Regions from separate parts of the Danio rerio genome. Here region 1 is linked to region 2. Evidence: chromatin contacts called from public HiCAR-type data. All regions are on one chromosome and are shown on one strand. The core of a region is the stretch at or near the end of the contact, and the rest is flanking DNA. Distances in the headings are between cores, read along the strand shown. Region 1 holds the start of foxf2b (forkhead box F2b). Region 2 holds the start of si:dkey-25e12.3.

What was found. HiCAR-type assays count read pairs that join an accessible place to other places.
Region 1: a contact with region 2 is called in a HiCAR-type map of caudal fin, with 5 times the contacts expected there. The contact joins the promoter of foxf2b here to the promoter of si:dkey-25e12.3 in region 2. A contact is called at or near these places in 6 of 18 Hi-C or Micro-C datasets (caudal fin, embryo, hematopoietic stem cells and 1 more) and 1 of 4 datasets of contacts at active chromatin or transcription factors (caudal fin).

What each region holds. Positions count from the first base shown.
Region 1 is chr20:29,404,051-29,407,390 of GRCz12tu, forward strand. It overlaps foxf2b (forkhead box F2b), which reads left to right and starts at 2,000. Exons shown (of 2, transcript XM_003200706.7): 1 at 2,000-3,338. The coding sequence starts at 2,225. All of the region lies in intron 4 of LOC137488655 (a long non-coding RNA gene), which reads right to left.
Region 2 is chr20:29,265,107-29,268,625 of GRCz12tu, forward strand. It overlaps si:dkey-25e12.3, which reads right to left and starts at 1,416. Exons shown (of 5, transcript NM_001025555.2): 1 at 822-1,416. The coding sequence starts at 944.

The sequences.
Region 1 (3,340 bases), core at 750-3,249, 140 kb after region 2:
ATAGACCAAACGCACTGTAATGAATTAAGTCATCTACTTTTATAAAGATTTTTGAATCAGTTTACTTGAATCAAATGTAATGGTTTCAAGTTTTCAGAGATTAAATAGCACACTAAAAAATCCTGGATGTCTTAAATTTAAGCAGAATCAAATTAACCTTTATGAGTCCGTTGAACTTATATTATGTTAAACTGGCTTATACAGCTTGCGTAACTTATTAAATTAAGTTCGAATATGATTCACTTTAAGTTTAATAGGTTACAATGACCTTTGCTGTCAGGACTATTTGATCATATCAGTTTTAAATGCATAAATAGGCCAACCATTCCTTTAAAAATCACTAACCTATGTAACCATTCTAACCTTTATAAAGAAATAAACGTGAATTATTGAAAAAGTGAAAAATAGAGCTTCAGTAACGTGCAATCAACTTCGTTTCATTAAAAAAAACTACTCATGCCAAAATAAAATATGTATTGTGGCTGTTTGTCATGTATAAGAAGAAACGTGATCGCCCTTAAATAAAATGTTCTCATAGACACAAAGTCGTCTCAGATAAAAGGTTAACTGGACTCTTTGATGCGTATGCGTTAGACCATGACTAAGTCATAAATCTTGTTTACAGTGGCTCAATTAGGACTGTAATGAAAATAGATCAGTGAGTGTACATCAGTTCTTACGCACAAACACTCATGACGATGGCCTGTGTTCAAAGTCTTGCGCAGAGCTCGGTTTCCTCTTGAGCAGCCGCGGGTATCCGGGACTCGGCGGGGGTCAGGCGCACAGCGGGCGGAGGAAACCCGGCAAAATACTGCTTAAATAGCGCGGGAACATGTTTTTAATCCACATCCTCATGGTAAGCTAAAACTAGGGGATTGTTGATTCGATTTGTTTACAAGAACACTTAAAAGAGTTGGGTGATTAAAAAGGGAGGGGAAAGAGAACGCGAGAGAAAACATATCCTGTGCCATAATAAAAAAGCTAACTGTAAATAGACCCAATAAGTGTGAATCAAACAATACGGATAAAAATGTTCATTATCAGATAATCGTTTTGATGATCAATTAAACATATTATACACATTCATCTGACAGGTCACCGAGTGCGATGCGTTAATCTGTGACATTCAGTTTTTAAAATACGTTAATATGCATGACAACTACAAGAAATATAATTTAGATGTTTGCATTAATAAATATGAATACTTATACTGATGGTCTATGAAGACTGCAGTGACCCTTCTTTGTTGGCGGAAGCTGTCGACGTCCAAATGGCTAATTGGCTTTTTCTTTTGCTAATGAACGATGGACTCGAGGGATGTGCAGCAGCCCCGGGCCCGTAAGTTGATACTGGAGCGCTGTGTGTGGTATCCAAACCTCTTGACGGAGACAGCCTGCTTCCACTCGAGCCAAAGTCATTCCCCCCTCTTTCCCTTGTCTCTGACTTTCTCTCACTCGCCTCTCGCTGATCACTGTCTCCCTCATTTGATGGCATGATTTATTTATTTTAGTCCTGCTAGGTTTATTAAGGCCTCTCACGCTCATTGAGTTTTTGTTCGTATTGACAGCCATCCAAGGTCATTAGAGAAATACATCCTGTTAAAATTCGACCTGTAAAAGCGATTTTTCACAAAGAAAACATTGGTAATAGCCTTAAACCCATTTGATAAGCTATGAGGCAATCTTTATTAAAGTACATTTAATTCTAGTTTATTCTCATAAAGCGCGCAACACTGACTATTTAGGCGAAATGACCAAATCATATTTTATAAACAAAGTAGGGTTAAGCCAGAGGGATGATGGTAATGATGAGAGACGCGATGTTTGTTGACGCATAGTGATAGATATAGGGTTAGTTGATTTTGGTGGACAGTGCGCATGAGGCTCTGAGAGAAAGAAAAATTTGAGTTTGCAGGGGTCTGTGGGGTTAAGGGGGTGGGTGAGGCGGGAAAGGAGGAGCGATTAGAAGAGAGAAAGCCGGAGAGAGTTATTGAGTGATTGGCTGTCGAGTTTTGTTTAGTTGAGGAGCTGCACGAACTCAGTCTTTCCATTTCGTTCTCAAAAAGGGATTACAGCCGCCAGGATTAGCACGAAACTGTGAAACTGAAAACGGTGATAACGACCACGAATACGCATGTTGCTTGGATATTTTTTCGCACAAACAGCAGGCTTTTTATTTGCCACACCACTCCACGCCGTACAGAAGACGGTCACATTTATGTCGGATGCGTGATGCTTGTATTATTACAGGTTTTCAGCTGAAGCGAGGCGTTTATCCTCAGTTGTTTTTTCTTAAAAGTCGTTATTGGTTGTCGATCGATCCTCTAGGGTTTGCTTTACCTTTTTCTTCAGACAACGGGCTGTTTTCGTACGTCACAGCTGGACCGATGACGACTGAAAGCTCTCACGGACCCCTGGGGTCGACGCCCCCGACAAGGACCAGTCCAGCGACCACCGCGCTGCATCCAGGACTGATGAACTCGACAGGTAACTTGGAGGAGCATAGCGCAGTGTCAAAGAGTAAAAAGACCAACTCAGGTCTGCGACGCCCGGAGAAACCGCCCTACTCCTACATTGCTCTCATTGTGATGGCAATTCAGAGCGCACCAACCAAAAGACTGACACTTAGTGAGATTTACCAGTTTTTACAAACACGCTTCCCGTTTTTCCGAGGCTCTTATCAGGGCTGGAAGAACTCTGTTCGGCACAACTTGTCTCTGAACGAGTGCTTTATAAAACTACCAAAAGGTCTTGGGCGACCGGGTAAAGGACACTACTGGACCATAGACCCAACAAGCGAATTTATGTTCGAGGAAGGGTCATTTCGGCGAAGACCCCGAGGATTTAGGAGAAAATGTCAGGCTATGAAACCAATGTACAGAATGATGAACGGCCTAGGGTTCGGTTCCGCCATTTTACCTCAGAGCTTCGACTATCAATCGCCTACCGGTGCACTTGCGTGCCATAGCAGTGGCTATAACTTGGACCTGTCCGGCAGTGGATATGAATCAATAAGCAGTGGTCACCACGGCCACATGTCCCCAAGCTCTAGACACGGCTATATGTCTAGCTGCCCAATGCCCGGGAACGGAGACTATGCCGTGGAGAGCAACACCAGCCCAGTCCCGTCTTCCCCTGCAGTGGCAGGCGCCCTTGAAGGCCACTCGCCGTATTCAGAGAGCACAGCACTGTGGGCTTCTTCAAACTCTTCATACCTAAAACAGGCGAATACCATTACAAGCAATTCACAGCCGACAGGCCAGCATCCCGGCATATTCACTTACTCTCTGGAGCAGGGTTATATTCAGCAAAGCGCGAGAGACAACGCAGACATGTCAGGT
Region 2 (3,519 bases), core at 166-2,665:
CATTTTAAATAAGTACTATCCATCTAGCCTATATATGTGTGCTATTGTCTATTAAATAGATAGTAGCAGCTAAGCAGCAAACAGACTATCTGTTTCACCCTGTGCCTAACAACAACCATTACCTGTTATAAATTCAATTCAATGTAATTCATGGCTTCTTGGGGCTTGTTGCTATCAACAAAATAATGACTAATGAACCAAGTACTATAGGACTATCTAATGAATAAGCACTCTGCTATTATCACTTTACTAGTATCTAAATACTGGTTTAGCTAATTAATACGTACGATTGGAGTATTTAATGGAAAATTAAAAATATTTACTAGTAGCATTACAGCAGGATAGGACTACATCATTTACAGGATATATTGTGTGCACACACACGACACGTATCTATCTTTCCACTCCGTGGGTAAGTTTTCGGGGTTCCCCCGCCCCTGTCACGCGGATGAGGTCAGAATCTACGTCAGCTTTAACTTATTTTTAATTTGATATTTATAAATGTATATAGGTTTGGACAAAACAACATATAAACATCTGATTACAATATAAGAGCAAAAATCTCTACAACTATTTGTCCTCTGTCATGTTACCGCCCCAGTGAATAGATCTCGAAGCATTTGATAACTGGACCAGCCCTTTTAATGTTTATTATGACGGCTTAATTTTTCAATTTAGAGTGACAACAACTAAAACTTCCTCTTCGTAAAGAAGACTATAAACATGTAAAATTATATAAAACATTAGCTTTAGAAAGAGGAGTGAATCTGCCAATTCATGGAAGTGAAAGAAAAAATGGAGATAAGAGCAACTTAACGTACCTCTGCGAGTATCTCAGTGTATCGATCATCGCCCTTCGCGATGGTACAGAAGATACACGTTTTGTCCAGGCTTTCGTCTATGGTATCCTGCTTGTTTTCACAGAAACAGCTGTTATCACACATTCTGGCTCAATGTCCGGCAAACCGAAACCGCCTCTTAAGTTTCCAGTAAATTGTGTCAACCGCTCTTCCGTGTTCCTCCATTTAAATCCTATGAGCTCATCAGTTTTATGACAGAGTCTCGGTGATACAGTACGTTACAGTATTACGTTAGCCGCGTGTATAAAACTTCATAAATTTTGCTTACGGTTTTAGCACTGTGCGTCCTGACACTTTCGGTTTGAGCAAATCCAGAGACTGTCGTAAAAAAGCTTGACACGAAAAAAGGCGTCTAACATGAAAATACAATGTAATAGGTGAGAATTAACGGAGTGACAAGGCGAGACAAGGCTTAATAGTCTTTCTCACTAAAACCGTCACACACTTACTCACATTGCAGTATTCATTTGAACTCACAGGAGCAGGCGTTATTAGCGGACACTAAAATAGTTACATTGTGCGAATATTGCAGCCTACTTTGTATTTCTTTTGAAATATTCACAACTGTCATTTGATGGTCATGTGACCTGATGATGTCACACCAGCTGTAGCTTTCAATATTTTTAAATATACTTTTATTAATAAGTTTTATAAGTATAATAATTTATAATTTATTTAAAGACAATCTAAAGGGTGTTTAATAAAAGGAACTTGCATCTAAAAGTGAAATTTGACTATGATGTCTTTGAATAACCGATATATGAAGTATTAAATATTGAAATATATTTTTTTCAATATGTTGGTATAATTTCTTTTGTTCAAAGCAAATTATGTATTTTGATATTTATTTTTTAGAACATTCCATGTTATATAAATGTGTAAATAAAACATTTAATAGTTTTATGAACTTCAAATTACCCAATACAACATTACACATTTTTCATAAATGTCTATCACTGCAAATCTGTAAAAATGTCAAACTATATTAATTCCATCATTATTAGGTTTTAAAATATTGTCGTGTTTTTAAACCAAAAATAAAATGTAATGAAAAAAAAATATTAAATACTGATGATTCTATTTATTTATGACACGTGTGTATGCATGCTTTTCTGATTACTAAGAACAATAAAAATATATATTTTATACACACACACACACACACACACACACACACACACGCACGCACGCACGCACGCACGCGCACACACACACACACACACTTTTAAGTGTTACTTTTTGTGATAGCTTTATTAAAAAATTAATAAAGCCCATTATGAACACATGACTCCATTATATCAGAAACGAACCCATCAAATCATAGTCTGCCACTGTCACTAATCTAGATTTTCAAAAAATCTGGTAGCCTACGCTAACGTTCAGATATAAAATAATATTAAAGTTTTATTGTTTACTCATTTGGTGTTCGTTGATTTTTCTCATCGAAAAATTATTTGTCACTGCCCTCTGCTGGTTACAAACAGACACAGATCAGCCTTACTGACTAGACTCCATCAGTCTGAAACTTTTTGATGCAGAAAAAATTCTAAACAACAGCAATAACACTTGATAGTTCAGACCAGACATTATAAAAACACACTAACACGATTCACATTAAGGTTACAGTTTTGTAATGGTTATTATTCTGATTGTGTCAAATGTTCACAATCTTGTAATAATGTTCAGACACCCTGTTAAATTTCAGTGTTTAATATATGCTATAAGCAATTATTAAACCTTTGGCAGGTCTTTACATTGGGAAATAAAACATCAGATGAACAACAACAACATATTGCGTGACCAAAAATAAGCCAGAAACTGATAATTAAATGCATTAACTAGTCATCAGCATTTACTCGTCCTATACTTAGTTCAAATGTTTTAACTTCTTTCTGCTGCAACACAAAAAGAAGATATTTTGAAAAATGTTGGAAACCTGTAACCATTGACTTCCATAGAATTTGTTTTTCTGCCAACACATTATTATAGCTGTAACTGAATAATGTAATTAATATGTACATTAAACATCATTGAGATCTAATGATGATTTAAGGCATTATCATTAACTCATTCTTTCATGAACTCCCATGTGTAAATGTAACACTTCTGCACATCTGACATTAGAAATAATCGAAACGTGTTCTATCTACATCAAAATGAACAGTTTAAGTCCATAAGAAGTTAAGAATGAGTTAATGATAATGAGTTATTGATAACGTGCCCCTCCAAGTAAAGCAATGACATAAAGATATTAGCAGGTCACAAGAGCATATTGGTTATATTTAGCTTAAACTAAGTAAAGATTACAAACTAATTTCGAGAGAAGCATGTGATATGATTAATCACTACTGGTCTCTCATCTGTAATCAACAAAAATCAAATCAGATTGATCCAAGCCTACAATCAAGAGACAAATTTTGCTCTACTGCCTTTTCTTTGTTTTGGAAGAATCCCACCTTCCACCCCATCTCTTTCATTTCCTTCTTTTAAAAGAGGGAGCTCTCGAGACCTACCTCATCTCAGACCCCCCTTTTTACTTACTGACCAGACGGGAGCCCTGGGTTGAATTATCTCCGAGATCAGGGTTCTCTCCTGGGACAGCATCCCAAACCTGACTAACAAGTAAGCTACAATCATTTACAAACGAACTCACGTTGAA